Regions from separate parts of the Hordeum vulgare genome. Here region 2 is linked to region 1. Evidence: chromatin contacts called from public Hi-C data. All regions are on one chromosome and are shown on one strand. Each heading gives the region's core, a stretch centred on a gene start, on an enhancer-like site or on the middle of the called end of the contact. The rest is flanking DNA. Distances are from core to core; before and after follow the strand shown.

Region 1 (3,433 bases), core at 386-2,885:
CAGAGACGGTCCTGGCAATATAACATCTGGGCATGCCATTGTTTCCGCTTTGAAGGCTTCTTCTGCAGCTTTCTGGCCAAGCACACCTACTCTTGTTTTCTTACTTACAGAATCATGCCATCTCCCAAGAAGAAAATATGCTATCACCGGAAGTACAATAAATACAACAAAGAGTGCAGGCACATCAGCTTCCCTTGGTTGGAGCATATCCCTAAAAGATTATTATTATCCAGCTCCAAGACTTCTCTGCTTCAGCTCGGAAAAACATTCCAAATCACTGAGTTACCTACAGAAAACAGCAAAGCTGAAAACAAGCTTTACAGTTTCCACTCTCTCAGAAGTGGAACATGGTAAGAGAAAATGATCGCGTTCAAAGATTTAAGGAACTAGGATAGGATTAAGCTTATCAAACCAACCAGCTCACTGGAGTTGCCTTTTACATGTCCTAGAAGCTCACTCCCATTGGGGCTTCAGTTCACTTGGGATTTGGCTTACACTTATATGATAATATTATCAAGAAGCTCCCACTTGCCTTCCCATGGCTTCAACTTACAAGCACAACCATATCATAGTACTCCCTCCGTTCACAAATACGTATAAGATGTTCTGTGAATTGGATGTATATAGACACGTTTTAGTGTGTTCGGTCACTCATTTCAGTCCACATGTAGTCCATAATGAAATGTTCAAAACATCTTATATTTGTGAACGAAGGAAGTGCTATATGCACTGAAATTAGAGATACACACTTTCCCAAAATGGTTAATTACCTTAGAATGTTAGGCCCAGAGAAAAAAGTTCACTTTGTGGCTCACATCACCTCTTTACTATCTCCAAATTCTCCAGCAAATCAACCACTAGACTACCTGAAACAGCATGGAGGGCGACAAAACTAAATTAACTCTGCATATGGCACCTTTGGGCATAGCTCATGGATGGTGTCCAAGCTCTTATCCGACACATGTATTTCGTATTCACGACAAACTACACTACAATTTAGGAAAATGTTTGGCGCAAAAGATTGGGCGTATGAGATGGTAACAGAAGCAGTAAATCTACATCGCTAAAAATACCACAAAGCAACGGGCAGCACATTCCGGACAGCAAGATCAAATAGTTCTCTGGCGCATCTCAAAATAAATAATAAATAAACAAAGGGATCCGGCGCCCAGCTCTAGCTCCAAATGATAATCCTACAAGCTCCGAGATCCCAAGCATACAAGATACAACCAGCGGTGAATGCGCCCGCCGAATTTCTGAGGCAGTCGCACCGACACAAACGTCCAGACGGGGAAAAAATCCCAGACACTAGCAACAGCAGACTGCGTAAAAGGCGCACGGAGTGCTTCAAAAAGCCTCGATTTTTCGCAGAACGGACGAAAGAAAAACATAAATCAATTGAGACTAGGGTTTACCCAGAAATACAAATGTCACTCCGGGCGGATCTCCGACTGGGAAGCGGAGCAGCAATCCCGACCGGTGGTTCTGAAGGAGATTGCGGTATATAGGGATAGGGGATGGAGAAGCTCTAGCCGAGGATGGCAGCGGTGCCGGCGACTGAAGGAATCGGGAGCGGCGGTGGGTGTGACCGACTGTGGCTCGCTCGCTGTTGCTTGGCTACTGTGCTCTGCTCATGTGTGCGCGTTTTTGCTTTGAGTAAAATGCATGTATAGTCCTGCAAGTTACGGCCGTGTCGGAATCAGTCCTCGATGTCAGGAAATGTTTCAATACGGTCCTCGAAGTTGTCCACGATATTCACATACGGTCCTGGATACGTATGCCCACCGTATGGCGCTGACGTTGCGAGTAAGAGGGACCCACGACGCCGCGGAGCTGGTCGCGTGCCTCCTCGCATTCAATGTAAAAATTGCATACAACCCCCTGGAAGCGAGGGGACGATTCCAATCCAGTCCTAATCCCGTGTTTCCTGTGCTTTTTGGCACGGAGAGCTCGAGGTGCACGGCGACGACGGTGGTCTGGGGTAATGATCGGCGCTGGTAGAGAGTGATTGAAGGGATGGACGGAGGTGGTTGACGACGGCGAGCTAGGTGACCGTGGCGGCGCAACAAGGCGATCAACTTGGTCGTCGGAGATGGTGGAGAAGGCTCATGTTCGTCGGCGGGAAGGGGAACCTATTCCTGTGTATGGTGAGTTCGATTTCTTCTCCGTTTCTTCGCAATGCTGTCTTTTCTGGTCAGTTAGGTTTTTGCTCATGAGTTAGATCGTGAGTTAGATAGGCAGAAGTTGGATTTAGTAGATCAAGGTTTAGGGTTTTTGTTGTGTTAAAAGTCTGAAATTTCGAATTTTTCCTCAATGTGCAGAAGAAGGCAGTGATTATTTCTCTCTGGAAGTGATTCATGGTGGATTTTTCGTTGGTTCTGGATGCAATAGAGCTTATATAGATGGTACGAAGGTCTACTTTGATCATTGCTAATGTGCAATTCCAGAATGATCTCTGTCAAATACTAGGAAAATACTCAAATGTGTCAACACAGTAAATGTGCAATTCCAGAATGATCTCTCTCAATAACAGAGCACTGCCCAAATTTGAATTTAACAACACACAACCCAAATTTGAATTTATTTCACTTAATTCACTGCTTCCAAACTACAATTACATGAAACTCACACATCCAAAAACTCACTACAATTACATCAAACATCATTCAGTGCTTGATCACATAAACAAACATCGGAAGAACCAACAATCCTACATAAACTAACACACATTTCAGTAGCAGAATTATCTCCTCCAAATGCCTCTCAACAGAGCTCTCAACATAACTGCTTCCACCTGTCATGAAATGCTTCTTCCTCTTCATGATTCCTTCCGTCTTCTCTTTCACTGCATATGTCCTCAAGAAATCCTCATATTCATCCCCCCAATACCACATGTCACACGCACTTTTCCAAGACTGAACCAATACACAAAAGAGAAAGCAAAATTCAGTACCAAACAAACAGAGCTTAAAGAAGAAAGCGAAACTTGCAGGCACATACCCCATGATTTGTGCACTTGTAGAAATGGTGCATGTAGTTCTCCGGCGTCCTCGATACAAAATGCCGGACCATGCGGATTTTGCAGTCCTTGCACATCACGAGAGGAAATCGAGGGCGCAGCTCCATCTCCTCCGACGAGCCATCGTCGCCACCCATGCTGAACAGATGCGGAAACGGAGCCCCGCCCTCGCCGTCGAGCTTCCTCCCTCGCTGTGCAGCTCCGCCCTCACCGTCGAGCTTCCTCCCTCGCCGACTTCTCGCTCCCTCTCGCCACGGGTGGGGAATTTTATCGATCTAGGGTTCCAACTGACTGATTAAACAGATATAACTGTTCGGGCGCGACCAGCTCCGCGACGTCGTGGGCCCTCTCACTCGCCACGTCAGCGCCATACGGTGGGCATACGTACCCAGGACCGTCCGTGGACATCGTGGA
Region 2 (3,433 bases), core at 441-2,940, 870 kb after region 1:
CTGAGTGCTTCCTCTATGAATAAGAGGTAGGTGGAGCGGTATATATAGGCATCCTCCAAAATTCAACCGTTATAACATTATTGCCCAACTCGGTGACACCGCGAGGGAACTCGAGGATTGGTTTTACTCGTAACTACACTCATTCGGTCATGTCCTGAAAACGAAATATGCGGCTCTTATAAGATTCGTCGACACGTCGAGCGACCTTGCTGAATTTATTTTACCTTTCTCGAACATCTTGTGCACCAGGATTCCAAGGATACTTTGGGCTATCTCGAGGTTGAGGTTTTCCACAGGTATTCCGAAGAGACTATGAGTTTTGAGGTTTTCCACGCACCTTGTGGCCAATTTGTGATGCATGAGTAGAGCACCCCTGCAGGGTTAAATCTTTTAAAAAGTCATATTCACGGTTATGTGACAACTTAAACATTTATTGAACACCTGGTCATAATAAAATTGTAGTGAACTCAAATAAAATACATCAACCGTGTGCGTACCCATGATTGTATCTACTCGTGAGTTCTAAACCAAAAGAGAACACGATGGGTTATGTTTGACTCGTAAGTGGTCAACATCACTTCTTGATCCTCCTTATTATTCTTGTACTCATAAGTTAACTACTCACATAAATTATTAGTGTTTGCTACAGCCTCAACATTTTACCATACCTCACTCATTAAGCTTTGCCAGTCTTGTACCTTTAAGAATGAGATTGATGAGTACCTGTGACTCACAGATTACTACAACAGTTGTTGCAGATACAGGTAAAGTGAACGCGATGAGTGTTCTATTTCAAGTTTTTTTTTCATCATCGATCGTAGGATGTGTTTTAAACCAACAAACTGGCATAGCAAGGATGAACATCATTTTTATTGGTTGATCTCGTCCGTAGTCATGATTCTAATATCATGATTTATCTTATGACTACCTAACCCAATTACATATACTCACTTCTTCTTTAAATGTACTTGTAATAATATCTACTTTTACGAACGATAAGATGCACTTTTATCCCTGACAAAACCCAGTTAAAATAAGAATAGAACCGCATCTTAAGCATTACATGAGATGTGGCTAAAATGCAGTTACTTTCCATCTGTTAATGCATGTGAGAGTTCAAGTTGCCCTATACCCAAAACTAGATCGGGTCCATGCCTTTGGTGCCTTTCCAAGCGTTTGTATGTACACAATAGGAACCCACATAACCATGTATGAACATAGAAAACATGTTTCACAATAGGTTTAGCACCAAATATCTATGCGATGAATGGGAAGTAAGGGGATACTCCCGTTCCAAAGTTAAACTAAAGATGAGAGCTGATTATATATGCACAAGGCATCCAGAGAATTGATCTGGTTGTTCACAAAGTCAAAACCACTATATATTGATTTGACCAAGCATGATTCAAATAAAACTACCCTTCAACCTCCATTGTAGGACCTATTGAGATATAATGACATAATGGAAAATGAAAGGAAAAGAAAACTAAAATAACAAAATAGGAAGTAAAATCATGGTAAGCGCATCGACTTCGTATCCTAATCCACGAAAGCATCATGCATAAAAAGTATCTGCATGATGGAAATGTAGAGACTATATATATCACATGTTGACATCCACTCAGGTAGAGGAAGCCCACCAGTTTACATCACCCAAGGAGGAGCTCAGGTTGGCCTTGGAACTGTCTGGTGTCACCATGGAAGTCCAAAAGCAGTCCAAGCGGCATTGCCACTATGACCTTTTACTCTACAAGCAGGGTCACACTCATACCGAAATAATTGTTCCCCGCTCATGGACATACGCATCATCACATTGAAGGATTTTGCATTAACATAACCAAGTGTTATAGTGATAGTACACTCCAACTGATTCTTCAAAAAGAAACACTTCACAGTTAAAAAGGAATATCAAAGCACAAGCACATGGAAAAGGACCACCTCAGCGTTTTTCTGGTTTGAGCTGGGACCAACAAAATATAAAGAACATGACGTTCCGTTATTCAAATTTGGAATGGAACATGAGTGAACATGACGTTCCTTTATTCAAAGTGTTGCACTATTGGAGTTTGTTTAGTAGAAATAATCTTATAATAAGCCAGGCACACCAAACAATATTGAACACCATGAACCTCATTTTTCTGTTCAGTGAATAGTCACCATATTATTACAGCAAGGTAACCTGCAACAACACAACATCTATAGGTGCACAGCAAACAAACCTAGAAGTTGCATGTGGAAGCAACAAAATGAGTACTCAGCAAAAAGAACTATTCAACAATATCTGGAAAGCATGAGTGATTTGTGTGAAAATACAAATGACTGAGAATGATTAATATCTGATGTAACCTTTAATCTCCATCCAGTTCCTTTCATCGACCTTATCATGGGGAATTAGAATCCTTATAATGGCAAGCAAACTGCTGCTCAAATCTCTCATAGAAATATAACATTTTTAATATAATGATATGTACTGAAAGATGAGCTGATCTGATGTAATATAATGTGCGGATGTACATGCAATGATATTTCTCTGACACCGAACCACATAATCCTTGTTTGGTTCAGTCCGTAAGCACTCTTAAATGGCACAGGTATAACATCTTCTTTTATGTATTAATTTTGAAACAATCAAAACTTAAAAGTTTCCATGAACCTGTTTTGGCCTAGTTAATTAAAATGAAGTCGCTAGGTTTTGATCGCCATTTTTTTTCTCTGAATGTTCCCAAATCAGTTTTAGCATTAGTTTCTTTTTGTAAAGAACAATGAATGTATACTTGCTAATAATTAACCTGGAAGATCACGTACTACCTCTATAAAAATTTAATGATCCAACATCACACTTACATATGTTATTCACAACAAAAAATACTAAGTTTTATCATAATAAAAACGCAACTTTTGCATAATACCTGCAAAGCACAATCTGGATGGAACTAACAAACTCAATCAAGCCATAACATTAACCTACAAAGCATGGACACGGCAGAAGTTGCCGAATCCCTGTGCTGATACGGCCGGACACGGTGATACGCTCGGACACGCTGGGATACGCATATCCCGCCATATTTCCTGAATTACGAATTAAAAAAAAAAAAAAAAAGGGAGGACACGGCTGGGACACCTGAGGGGTTCGATTAATCCACCGGTCGAAGCAGCACCCTCCTCCTCCTTAAGGCAGCGTGGATCTGGAGCACCCTCCCGCCGCCGTTCTGCTGCTGCTACTGTTGTGCCTTCGCCGCCGCCGCTGCTGCTGTGCTTCGCCGCCGCCGCTGCTGCTGTGCTTCGCCGCCGCCGCTGCTGCTGTGCTTCGCTGCCGCAGTTGCTGTTGCGGCAAGAGGAGCACGCTGGGAGGAGGGCGTGGCGAGAGGTGCTGCAAGGGAGTTGAGAGATCCCTCGCTGGGAGGAGGGGCAATGGCAAGAGAGTGGTGGCTTG

What was found. Hi-C and Micro-C count contacts between places; a contact is called where the count stands out from the background.
Region 2: a Hi-C map of leaf shows a contact between it and region 1, with 1.9 times the contacts expected there. The contact joins the enhancer-like site here to the promoter of LOC123404566 in region 1. A contact is called at or near these places in 2 of 6 Hi-C or Micro-C datasets (both in leaf).

Annotation. Positions count from the first base shown.
Region 1 is chr6H:238,864,482-238,867,914 of MorexV3_pseudomolecules_assembly, forward strand. LOC123404566 (ubiquitin carboxyl-terminal hydrolase 15-like) reads right to left here and starts at 1,636. Exons shown (of 14, transcript XM_045098504.1): 1 at 1,416-1,636; 2 at 1-286. The coding sequence starts at 207.
Region 2 is chr6H:239,737,066-239,740,498 of MorexV3_pseudomolecules_assembly, forward strand. LOC123401075 (a long non-coding RNA gene) reads right to left here. Exons shown (of 3, transcript XR_006611024.1): 1 at 1,641-3,433; 2 at 225-373; 3 at 1-154. Among protein-coding and RNA genes, the nearest start is that of LOC123401075, 4.5 kb to the right of the region's middle. Within about 2 kb of position 1,691, at least 2 of the 3 cell types and tissues checked have open chromatin away from gene starts, as enhancers often do. A contact at or near this core is called in leaf, where this site is marked.